Linked DNA regions of Mus musculus: regions 2, 3 and 4 are each linked to region 1. Evidence: chromatin contacts called from public Hi-C, HiChIP or PLAC-seq and promoter capture Hi-C data. All regions are on one chromosome and are shown on one strand. Each heading gives the region's core, a stretch centred on a gene start, on an enhancer-like site or on the middle of the called end of the contact. The rest is flanking DNA. Distances are from core to core; before and after follow the strand shown.

What was found. Promoter capture Hi-C pulls out the DNA fragments that hold promoters and counts their contacts. Hi-C and Micro-C count contacts between places; a contact is called where the count stands out from the background. HiChIP or PLAC-seq counts read pairs in DNA pulled down with a chosen protein or histone mark.
Region 2: a promoter capture Hi-C map of pre-B cells shows a contact between it and region 1, with 2.5 times the contacts expected there. The contact joins the promoter of Lat here to the promoter of Ypel3 in region 1. A contact is called at or near these places in 3 of 39 promoter capture datasets (cranial neural crest, neural stem cells and pre-B cells), 2 of 115 datasets of contacts at active chromatin or transcription factors (double positive thymocytes and effector CD8 T cells) and 1 of 9 other capture datasets (adipose tissue).
Region 3: an H3K27ac HiChIP or PLAC-seq map of double positive thymocytes shows a contact between it and region 1, with 5 times the contacts expected there. The contact joins the promoter of Spn here to the promoter of Ypel3 in region 1. A contact is called at or near these places in 11 of 39 promoter capture datasets (the 3T3-L1 cell line, the C10 cell line, the HPC-7 cell line and 7 more), 16 of 115 datasets of contacts at active chromatin or transcription factors (T-cell acute lymphoblastic leukemia, craniofacial prominence, double positive thymocytes and 10 more) and 5 of 9 other capture datasets (adipose tissue, embryonic stem cells, liver and 2 more).
Region 4: a contact with region 1 is called in a Hi-C map of B cells, with 21 read pairs. The contact joins the promoter of Tbc1d10b here to the promoter of Ypel3 in region 1. A contact is called at or near these places in 15 of 39 promoter capture datasets (the C10 cell line, the HPC-7 cell line, the SN4741 cell line and 9 more), 1 of 15 datasets of contacts at CTCF or cohesin (large pre-B cells), 5 of 484 Hi-C or Micro-C datasets (B cells, bone marrow-derived macrophages, embryonic stem cells and 2 more), 31 of 115 datasets of contacts at active chromatin or transcription factors (the 230-238 cell line, the HPC-7 cell line, the SCID.adh cell line and 19 more) and 5 of 9 other capture datasets (adipose tissue, embryonic stem cells, liver and 2 more).

What each region holds. Positions count from the first base shown.
Region 1 is chr7:126,775,558-126,778,349 of GRCm38.p6, reverse strand. Ypel3 (yippee like 3) reads right to left here and starts at 1,387. Exons shown (of 5, transcript NM_025347.3): 1 at 1,247-1,387; 2 at 397-579; 3 at 253-296; 4 at 1-44. The coding sequence starts at 513. Gdpd3 (glycerophosphodiester phosphodiesterase domain containing 3) reads right to left here. Exons shown (of 10, transcript NM_024228.2): 10 at 2,705-2,792. The coding sequence ends at 2,723.
Region 2 is chr7:126,368,111-126,370,839 of GRCm38.p6, reverse strand. Lat (linker for activation of T cells) reads left to right here and starts at 1,272. Exons shown (of 12, transcript NM_010689.3): 1 at 1,272-1,692; 2 at 1,871-1,898; 3 at 2,004-2,038; 4 at 2,258-2,345; 5 at 2,477-2,541; 6 at 2,625-2,654. The coding sequence starts at 1,590. It overlaps Spns1 (spinster homolog 1), which reads left to right. Exons shown (of 12, transcript NM_023712.3): 11 at 1-105; 12 at 427-780. The coding sequence ends at 521.
Region 3 is chr7:127,136,381-127,139,080 of GRCm38.p6, reverse strand. Spn (sialophorin) reads left to right here and starts at 1,258. Exons shown (of 2, transcript NM_009259.5): 1 at 1,258-1,334; 2 at 1,714-2,700. The coding sequence starts at 1,748.
Region 4 is chr7:127,207,047-127,209,901 of GRCm38.p6, reverse strand. Tbc1d10b (TBC1 domain family, member 10b) reads left to right here and starts at 1,434. Exons shown (of 9, transcript NM_144522.5): 1 at 1,434-2,452. The coding sequence starts at 1,539. It also overlaps a transcript of Mylpf not described here.

The DNA.
Region 1 (2,792 bases), core at 138-2,637:
TCAGCAGCACCCGCTCTTCTGCTGGCCCGCAGCCCACATTCACTCTGTGGGGACAAAGGGTAGTCCCAGGGAGGGTCTCAGCAGCCCAGAGCCACCCTCTAGCTAGTATGTTAAGTGTCTGGTCTTAGCCTCTAAGAGGAGCCTGATCATGGCTTCCTGTCAGAAACAAGGGACTCTGGGAATATCAGCATACCAGGGAGTCACAGGTCACAACAGAGGTCAGGAAAAGAAAGGAAGGAGATGAATACTCACACAGAGTTGAAGAGGTAGGCACGTCCCTGACTGCCCTGGAAGGACTGGAGGGTAGTGGGGAGACGAGAGGAGGGGGTTAGGGCTATTGGTGGGGAGTTGCCAGGCAGCCCATTGCCATTCTAGACTAAAATGTGACCTGCTTACCTTGGAGATGAGGTCGTCGTGGTTGGCCAGGTGAGCACGGCAGTGGGCACAGCTATACCTCCGGTGACAGTCATCCAAGTAGGCCTGAAACGTCTTGGGCTTTGAAATCCGCACCATGGCGGGGGCCAAGGGCAGTGGCCCCACGCGGGGAGCGGCCCACGGGGAGCAGAGGGAGCCCAGTGCCTGCCAGGAAGGAGAGGTGGACGATCAGGACTAAGGCCACACACATGTAGACAAGCCCAGAACTATGGGGACTCTGTCACACTTGGCTGCTCTCTCCTTTCCCTAGAGCCAGCAGTCTCACCAGGGACCAGAGTCATCTCAGTTTTGACTCACTGAGGAGGCCTCAGGTTGCATCAGCGGGTAAACTGAGGCTAGGAGGAGCTCTAGGTGAGTCACCCACCAGCTTCTGGCCTCACCCCTGCTGAGCTGGCATCTGAACTGGCATCTGAAACGTGAAGAAGGGGCTTCAGAGTGGATGGGCTGCCAGTTTTCAGTTTTGAGGAATGGGGGGGGGGGGCAGAAACTGACTGGTCCTTGGGACCCTAGTTGGACTAGTGATAGGGCAAATGTGGGGTATATGGAGTTCGCTTGGGGAAAGGGTCTCTCACCTGGAGGAGGCAGGCCTCCCCAAAGGAAGAGGGTCCCCTAGAGAGAGGAGGGGTTTTTACCTGCAGGCGCTGAGCCTCATCTCCGCCGAGGGGAATCTTACCTGCATCGCCAAGCCTTACCTGAGACCCCGGGGCTCACCTGGGGCGAGGGGATGGGGGCGTGCGCGGGGGAAGGGGCAGTCCTCGCTTGCGGGGCGGGGGCGCGGGGCAACGCGCAGAGACGTCGGTCCAGGCCTCACCTCGCCTGGGCGCGTGGAGGGCCCGGTCCGCGGGGTGGCCTGGCCTGGGAGTGGGGGGCGCTCCTGATGGGCGCCGTCCCCCCCGGCCCGGTTCACAGCCGCCTCGACTTGTTTACACCGAGACCAGCTGCTGCCGCGGCTGCGGCGGGAGGGGGAGGGGGCCGGCCTCCTGTCCCGGCGGCCTTCGTGGCCAATCGGAGCGCCTCATGCAAATGAGGGGGCGCGTCATACGGCGGCCAGCGCAGGCTGGGCTGCCCTTCCCCCTGCTCCGGGCTCCCGCTAGCCGTCTCGCCCGGAAATGCGGCTACGACTTGCAGCCTAACCCAGAGGCTAACCCGGGCGTGATTGCACCTCTGCTGCTCTGCTATCTCGGGTGCTCAGAGACAAGGATCCTAACCCGGCATGGGGCTAATAAGAGCGTGTTATCTGTATGCAAACCCCTGGGAAATAGTCGTAATTGTCTTCGTTTATCCACAGACCACTGTCTCCATTTGACCAGTTTCCTGAGGCTTGGAGAAGAGATCCTCTCCAGAGATTATCCAGATGGTAAGAGTCAAAGTTGGAATTCACACTTTTCCCAAGCACGTGGAACAGATTGTTAGAAGGGAACTAAAGGTGTCCTTCTATTAGACTCCCAGGAACCAACGCTTTAAAAATCTCTACTGCTGAGCATCATCTGCTCCAGGCATTCTCTGGTATGCCTGACCTCGAGGTTTCTGTAGGTCTGACCCCAGTGAAAATGTCTGTTTAATCGTGTGTCTGGTATACTTAGACTTGTGTTCACTGCAGAGTCCCAGGAACCAGGCAGGCTTGAAAAGTGCTGCACTGGGAATATTTATTAAATGAACTCCAATGTTGGAGATCAGAAAGTGGACAGCAGGTACTGTGGGAGAGCCTGCGAGCTAATCCATGCCTGCCTGCTGCAGTACAGCTCAGCACATAAGGTGCCCAACATCAGTAACATGAGGAAATTCCGTCCCTTGCATATGCCTGGGTCTCTTAATGGTTTCAGGACAACCACTCATCTCTGAATCTCTAGAGTCTAGGTCCAGGACGCTTGGGCTAGCATGCTTTAGAGTGGAGGCCAAGCTGGCACAGGGTGTGGTGCCACTCTGCTGGGTCTGGAATGTAGTGGAACAAGTGGGCCAGCCTACTGACACCCCCAGGCTTTTATTTGCAGGGGTGTCAGTGGGCAGAGTCTCACTTTGTAGCCCTGGCATTATAACTCACAGAAATCCACCTGCCTCTGCCTTCCAAGTACTGAGGTTAAAGCCTAGGCCTAGCTCACCACAGGCTTTCTTGATCTCTCCTAAGATGCTATGTGCACTTGCTTGCAGTAAACTCTGAGCTGCATTCATGGTATGCAAGCCTTCTACCACCAACTTCCATCCCCAGCCGCTAATGCCATCTTTTTAGCCTCCCGAATCGACCCTCCAACCCCTTGTTCCATGAACTATGTTACTGACAAGAAAATATTTATTTTTTAAGAGAAAGACAGGACAGGGCCTCAGGCTGAGGAGGCTGGGTCTCTTCTTCCTGCTTGTCC
Region 2 (2,729 bases), core at 23-2,522, 410 kb after region 1:
CGCTCATGCTCTGTGCTTTCGTTGGGGCACTGGGTGGTGCGGCCTTCCTGGGCACCGCCATGTTCATTGAAGATGACCGCCGGCGGGCTCAACTCCACGTGCAGGGTGAGTGAGGGTCACTGTAGGTCCACCTTCACAGTACCACCTGCCTGTCTGTCTGTCTCCGCGTATGTACTCTACAGTTCTCCCTCCACTCAGACTAGCCCATCCATTCATGCCACCAGCTGGGGGCAAGAGTCCCAGCATCCCAGGCTCATCCAGCTTAGCTTTGGGTCTGTCTGGAAGTGGATTGGGCTCTGTCTGTGTGCAGTTCTGAGGGCTCTCCATGCTGCCTCATCTGGGCCCCTCTGCCTGTGTCCCCTTGCTGCCTGTGTCCCCTTGCTGGCTCTTATCTTACTGGCCTTGGCTCTGACCCCTTTCTCGCAGGTCTGTTGCATGAGTCTGGGCCCTCAGATGACCGGATTGTAGTACCTCAGCGAGGCCGTTCTACCCGAGTCCCCGTGTCCAGCGTGCTCATCTGAGGAGCCGGTGCTTACCCGGCCACTGATGCATCGCAGCTGGGCCTTGGGCCCACCCAAGACGGTTCCCAGGCAGAAGCCCTCACCAGGCCCAGGTCCAAGAAGGAAGCCCTGGGATATCTCCCAGCTCCCAGACACTACATGGGCAGCCCAGGGAAGAGATGGGAGTCCAGAAACGGGGAAGGGGTGTCCTCTCTACTAGGACAGCCCAAGGGGTTTGGTGCTATTTGTAATGGAATAAAATTTGTAATCAGACTCCTGACTGACTGCTTGTCTCTCTGTGGGTGCCACTGGCCTCAGGGAATATCCATAGTCCCAGGACTTAGCAGGGGCTGTCAGGTCACCCTGTGGGTAAGTCCCTGTCTTCTGAGCTTGGTAATCTAGAAGGAGGGCTGCTCTTTTCTGAGTGAGCTGGTTCAGTATGACTGTGACTCACCGTGGTCCCCTGGAAGTCGCTCTCCCAGTAGTTAAGCCTGGGAGCTGGGGGCCTGTGGTGCCCTCAGTGCCCTCGGTCCACACAGGCCTTGGCAGAGCCTCCTTGCAGTTCTCCCACCCGGGCATGGGGAGGGTACCGCGGGCCTGGTTGGCACGTGTCTCCTTTCCTAGTGGACGGGCTGCCTCATCCTGCAGCCTTAGACCCTTCCTCCACACAGTCCCTCTGCCTCCTCCCCCTTCCCACAACTGGGTGGGGGTGAGTGGGCAGGGGGCAGGCTCAGCCTGCTGAGCAGCCTGATGATTTCCTGCCCTCACCACAGCTTCCTGTCGCACGCGGTGGTGAGCAGGAGAGGCAGGCGGGGAGCAAGAAAGGGGCAGGTACAGCTGGGCACGGGGATCGTGCAGCTGGTAGCTGGGGCACGGGCCCCAGCTCTGGCTCTGGGGCGAGCACCTTTCCAGAGCCAACACTGCTCTCAACTCAGTCCAGCAAGAGAGGGGAGCCATCCAGCCCCGAAAGGATACGGCTGCCTACTGCCGGGCGGATCCCAGGCTGGAGCCCGCTTGGTCCCATACCCCTGCTGCCACTCTGTCTCGAGGGGCTGCAGTGCAGCAGGGCCTGTGGCAGGTGCTCTGCAGATGGAAGCAGACGCCTTGAGCCCGGTGGGGCTGGGCCTCCTGCTGCTGCCCTTCTTGGTCACGCTCCTGGCTGCCCTGTGCGTGCGCTGCCGTGAGTTGCCAGGTAAGTGGGAAGCTTTGCGGAACTGGATGATGGGTGGGCGCTCCATTGGATCCTCATACCCTCCCCAGCCCCTGCACTCTCCACTGTCCCTACCTGGGCCCTGATTGATGGTGGGGGGCCTGAGTTTCTTTGTCCCTGGTGCACCCCGATCCTGACTTGTTGGATTTCTTTCCTCCAGTCTCCTATGACAGCACTTCCACAGAGAGGTGAGTGGGAAGCCCGTGTCCCTGTGTGTCTTCCCTTGGTTCCACTCAAGGGTTTGGGGCTGGGGCCCTCTTGGCCCTGTACCCAAGCTGTCTCTTTCCTGCCAGTTTGTACCCAAGAAGCATCCTCATCAAGCCACCTCGTGAGTTCAGTGTCTCTGGCCCTCCTCGAGGGTTTTTAAGAGTGTGCGTTTGTCCTTGTTCACCTTTAGCTGTCTGAAGGGCTGTTCCCTGGCTTGGGATGGGGAAAGTGGGAGCCCCCATGTCTGTCTAGGGCATGTTATTTTGGGGTCCATTTGTCCTTCGAGGCCTTGATGGGGGGTGTCTGGAGCCATCCCTCAAGCTTCATTCTGTGTCCTCAGAAATAACCGTCCCCCGAACACCTGCTGTTTCCTACCCTCTAGTCACTTCCTTCCCACCCCTGAGGCAGCCAGACCTGCTCCCCATCCCGTGAGTATCCCCCAACTCCGTCCCTTGGGTCTACTGTGCCTCTCCACCTTCTAGGTTGGGGAGGCGCTTTTTCCTGGTTGTCTTGCTCCCAGAGTCCTACCTAGACGTAATCTCTGACCTTTGGCTTCCAGGAGATCCCCACAGCCCCTTGGGGGTTCCCATCGGATGCCATCTTCCCAGCAGAATTCAGATGATGGTAAGGGTGTAGGGCACAGGAGGGCTTTGGGGAGGATGTACAACCTGAGCTGATCCAGTCTTCTTCTCCCTCTCTCTTTGAAGCCAACAGTGTGGCAAGCTACGAGAACCAGGGTGGGTCTGGGGTCTGGGGTAGTGGGTGGGGTGGGGAGGCTGGACCTGTCCAGGTCGTGTTAACTCTCCTTTCTC
Region 3 (2,700 bases), core at 9-2,508, 360 kb before region 1:
TACTTTCTTTCTTAAAGATTTATTTTATTTATATGAGTACACGGTAGCAGTTTTCACACACACCCAGAAGAGGGCATCAGATCCCATTACAGATGGTTGTGAGTCACCATGTGGTTGCTGGGAATTGAACTCAGAACCTCTAGAGGAACAGTCAGTGCTCTTAACCACTGAGCCATCTCTCCAGCCCATGGTTAATTTTTTAATATAGGTCTTTCTAGAAGTTTTCTTTTCTTTTTTTTTTAATATTTATTTATTTATTGTATGTAAGTACACTGTAGCTGTCTTCAGACACTCCAGAAGAGGGCATCAGATTTCGTTAGGGATGGTTGTGAGTCACCATGTGGTTGCTGGGATTTGAACTCGGGACCTTCGGAAGAGCAGTCGGCGCTCTTAACCACTGAGCCACCATCTCACCAGCCCTAGAAGTTTTCTTTTTTAAATAAATCTATTATTATTATTATTATTATTATTATTATTATTATTATGAACAACTCTGTAGACCAGGCTGGCCTCGAACTCACAGAGATCCACATACCTCTGCTTCCTGAGTCCTGGGATTAAAGGTGTGCTCCACCACACCTGGCCGTTAAGTAAATCTTAATTTATTTTCATATTTGTATATGAGTACCTGTCTGTACCTATGTGGGTTGGTGCCCTTGGAGGCCAGAAGAGGACGTTGGATCCTCTGGATTATGGGGTGGTCGTGAGCCACCAAGCTGGAACTGAACAGGTCTCCTTCAAGGGCTCCAAACCTTTCAGCCATCGCTCTAGCTCTCCTAGTTCTCTAAGACCATAGCATGTGCAATGTTAGTACTAGCTTAAACTGGGGGCCACAGGAGTGACCTCAATTCCCTGTGGCTCTGGCAGGGTTCAGCAGCCCTAAAAACCTTTCAGGACCACGAGCAGAGTTGAGAGGTTTTCCCCGGCCCTGCAGCTTTCTTGGAGCTCTTCGGCAGGAAGTGCACCCACAGTCTCAGGGTCTCAGGTTCTGGCCAAACAGCTTGAGGAGCAAGGGAGGGAAAGGAAACGGTTCTCCCCTCCATATCTTCCACTCCACCCCTACTCCCCATCACTCATCTCTGACACTTGGACTCCAGTGAAAACCTAAGAATTCCCGTCTGGACCCCGAGCATCCTTTCATGCCTCCACTGAACCCTTGGGTCCCCACAAGCAACTATGGGAGTAGGAATGGGTGGGGCAGGATGCAGGGGTGGAGTGGGTGGAGCCAAGACCCACTTCCTTTCCCCCTGGGGCTCAGTCTGCCCCAGTCCTGACCAAGCCTCAGGAAGAACTGGAGGTACTTGCCCTGGCCCTGTGCCTTAACCATTAATCTGGTAAGAGGGTATGATCTTGCTGGGTACGGGGGTGGGGATGCTCAGAGGATGAAGGAATGTACCTATAGTTTGAAAAGATGAATAGGGTGAGGGGGTAAGGGAGTCCAGAGCCACGGGCTGGAACAATGAATGAAGGCCAGGGGGACATGGCTGCTCTGGAGTCTGAGCTGCCAAGGCCAGGGTGGGAGTCACTGGCGCCATCTGTTCCCCTGTTGTCTCTGATAATAGTGAAAGCAAGAATGGAAAAACAAAACAAAACAAAAAAAAAACGTTAAACCACAAGATGGGCTTGGCAGTTGGCAGGGAAGTGGGCAGAAGGAGTGGGGCTGGCCAAGTTTCCCTCCCCAACCGCGTTCTTCTGTAACTTCCCTACATTCAGGTCCCAACTCCTGCTCCTGCCTGTCCCTCTGGAGATGGCCTTGCACCTTCTCCTCCTCTTTGGGGCATGCTGGGTCCAGGTGGCGAGCCCAGACAGTCTGCAGAGGACGACGATGCTACCATCTACCCCACATATCACAGCTCCAAGTACCTCTGAAGCCCAGAATGCCAGCCCATCAGTTTCTGTGGGGTCAGGGACAGTGGACTCGAAGGAGACCATCAGCCCCTGGGGGCAGACCACAATCCCAGTTTCTTTGACCCCCTTGGAAACTACTGAATTGTCTTCTTTGGAGACTTCTGCTGGTGCCAGCATGAGCACCCCTGTACCTGAGCCTACTGCCTCTCAGGAAGTTTCCAGCAAGACATCAGCACTGCTTCCAGAACCATCAAATGTAGCCAGTGACCCTCCTGTCACTGCAGCCAATCCTGTGACAGACGGACCTGCAGCCAATCCTGTGACAGACGGAACTGCAGCATCTACATCTATCTCTAAAGGAACCAGTGCACCCCCCACCACTGTGACAACAAGCTCTAACGAGACCAGTGGACCCTCTGTGGCTACAACAGTAAGCTCCAAGACCAGTGGTCCCCCTGTCACCACAGCTACTGGGTCTCTGGGGCCCTCGAGTGAGATGCATGGACTCCCTGCTACCACAGCAACCAGTTCTGTGGAGAGTTCCAGTGTGGCCCGTGGCACCTCAGTTTCCAGCAGAAAAACATCCACGACGTCTACCCAAGATCCCATAACCACCAGGTCACCAAGCCAAGAATCAAGTGGCATGTTACTGGTGCCCATGCTTATTGCCTTGGTGGTGGTTTTGGCCCTCGTGGCGCTACTGCTGTTGTGGCGCCAGAGGCAAAAGCGGAGGACTGGGGCCCTGACCCTGAGCGGAGGAGGAAAACGAAATGGGGTGGTGGATGCCTGGGCTGGGCCAGCCCGGGTTCCTGATGAAGAGGCCACAACCACATCAGGGGCAGGGGGCAACAA
Region 4 (2,855 bases), core at 185-2,684, 430 kb before region 1:
AACAAAAAAAGAAGAATCTGGAAGGTTAGAACTCATAACGTCAGGTCTTGTAGTTAGTAGCTAATGAGTACTAAGAGAAGTGGATAACAATACGGCTTGGTTCTTGAATCCTTCAAAGAGGAGGGTTCATGGTATTGAGGATTCATGGATTTGGGTTCTGAGATGGGACCTCCACCCACAAGCCGGGAGAGTGAAGTAGTGCTCAGAGGATATGGGTTTCAGAAATTGCAGTGTTTGCGGCGGCGGGGTGGAGGTGGGGGGGGGGGGAGAAGCTGAGTTTGTACATGAGAACTTAGAGAAACCTGGTCTGAGTTCCTGCCTGAAATAGGGAATTGAGAGATGAGTCTTTCAGAGGACTGACTATAGTCTAACTAGACACATCGAGGTAGAGAGTACTGATGAGGGCACTGGGTTTGTGGTGCAGCTCAGGAGTTGAATGAACAGGGGCTCTTTTGGAAACCCAAGAAGGCCAGCGCGGCACTCTTATTGGCTAGGAGCCGCACCGATGCTCCAGGCTCTTCTCAGTGATGTCCCCAGTTGTCACCTCCTCTCGCGCTTGTCTCTGGTTGTCACTGACTATTCTTGCTCTGGCACCGCCTGCTGGCAGCATCCCTGGCCCTAGAAGCAGAGAATGTTATCTATTTCTACTCTTATGCAAAGTGGAGAAGGACAGTCATTGGCTAACAAGTTAATCACAAGTTAAGCCCGCCTCTCCCTGGTTGTCATTCCTTCCTGATCATCTCAGGAAGTCTAAGAATTTTTCGGCTCTTTCTATTGACTGCTGATGCTGTCATCACAGGAATAGACGTGACCGTCAGTCAATTTGACTGCCTAGCCCCCCTTTTTAATTTGGTTCCCTTTTCACCATTTCCATTGGCTAACAAGTTCCTAGTCCCTGCCTCTTACTGCCCAACACCAGCCTCATTCCCCGCCCTTCTGCGGTCACTCACTCTCTTCAGTTGTGTTTATTGGCCTGGATGCTCAGGATCTCTCTTTTCTATTGCTTGTTTTCTTCGTCCTGCCTCTGCCTTCTTCACTTCCTCTTTCTCGAGTACCCACCCTCTTCCCGCCTCTAACCCCACCCACCCTTCCATCGATTGGCAGGAACTCAGTTTTCTCTCTCCTATTATCCGTCCTGGTCTTATAGAGGGGGCGGGAGATTAAAAAAAAAAAAAAAAAAAAAAAAAGGAGGGGTGCGGGAGGGCCTTTCCTCGCGCAGGCGTAGTTCGCCGGGACAGTGGCTGCTCCTCCGCGTCTGCGCAGGCGCGACGTCGGCAGCCGGCCCCTCGCTGGGAGGGGGCGGCGCGAGCGCGCGAGTAGGGTGAGAGGCCGGGAGACCCCGGCGCGAGCGCCGTCGACCCTTGCCCCGCCTGCGCGCGCCGCCCGCCGCCTGCCGCCGGGTCCCGCCCCGCCCCCGGCGCGCGCCGAGCCGCGCCCTTCGCCCTCTCTGCAGCCCCGGCGGGCTGCTCCGGGCGGCCTGAGGGGCGGCGCCTTCTGCGGCCTCCCCGGCGGGGGGATGTGAGGGGCCGCCCGCAGCTATGGAGACGGGTCCGGCGCCCCTTGTGGCCCCGCCGCGCCGCCACGGCGCCCCCGCTGCCCCTTCGCCCCCGCCCCGGGGCTCCCGGGCCGGATCGCACTTAGTGGTGGAACCGGGACCGCCAGTGACTACAGCCACTTCGGCCCCAGTCGAATTGGTGGCCCCCGGGGAGGCTCGGCCCGCCTGCGTCCCAGGATCATCACAGACCTCGGCCTCTACACCCACGACAGCTACGAGCAGCACGGTAGTGATGCTGACCCTGGAGGCCTCACCCGAAGCCGCGAAGACGCAAGAGTTCCCCGCACCAGCGGCAGAAACAGGAGCCGAGACGTCGGTGGCTTTGGCTTTGGGGACAGACACTCAAAAGACGGAAGAGGTTCGAGCCTCTCCTGTCCCAGGACCAGGGACCCCCACTCGGACACCTTCCAGAATGGCGCCTGGAGCCCTGACTGCCAAACCCCCGCTTGCCCCCAAGCCGGGGACCACAGTGGCTTCAGGAGTGACTGCACGGGGTGGAGTAGGACAGGTGGCAGGTGGGCATGAAGCTGCGACCTCAGCATCAGCAGGGTCGGTGCCTGAGGACCCCTCAGGGCCTGTCACAGGCCCTCCCGGGACATGCGAGGCTCCGGCTCCGACTCCGGTGGCTGTGGTGACAGTGACCCCAGCTCCGGAGCCTGTTGAAAACTTTCAAGACCTGGGCTCCACGTCCAGTCTAGGACCTGGCATCTCGGGGCCTCGGGGTCAGGCCCCAGACACCCTGAGCTACTTGGACTCCGTGAGCCTCATGTCAGGGACCTTGGAGTCCTTGCCGGATGATGTGAGCTCCATGGGTTCAGACTCGGAGATAAATGGGATGGCCCTGCGCAAGACGGACAAGTATGGTTTCCTTGGGGGCAGCCAGTACTCAGGCAGCCTGTGAGTACACAGTGGGCACCCCGTGGGGGCTGCCTGGGGACGCGTAGGGGGAGGGGAGGGGCGGGGAGGGGATGCACCTGGCCAGCCCTGGCCCAGGGAGTCATTAGCAGGAGCTGCAGTGCCCAGAGCATCCTGGGGTTTCTATGACTTCAGAGCTGAGGACCAGGGATCAAGGCAGTCGTCTCGATTTAAGCCTAGACCTTGCCTAGGCCCGTGTCCTTGAGCTAGTGGTGTCCCTGTTTCTATGCCTCAGTTTCCTCTATGAAGAGAGGGATTGAATGAGCTGATACCTACTAAGCAGCTAAGATGCCAGCTGCTTGGTATGAAACTATTAACTAAAAAGGCCAGACATTCTGGAAAGTTGGTTGGGCGAGGATTCTGGCAGAAATCTTAGATCTCTGAG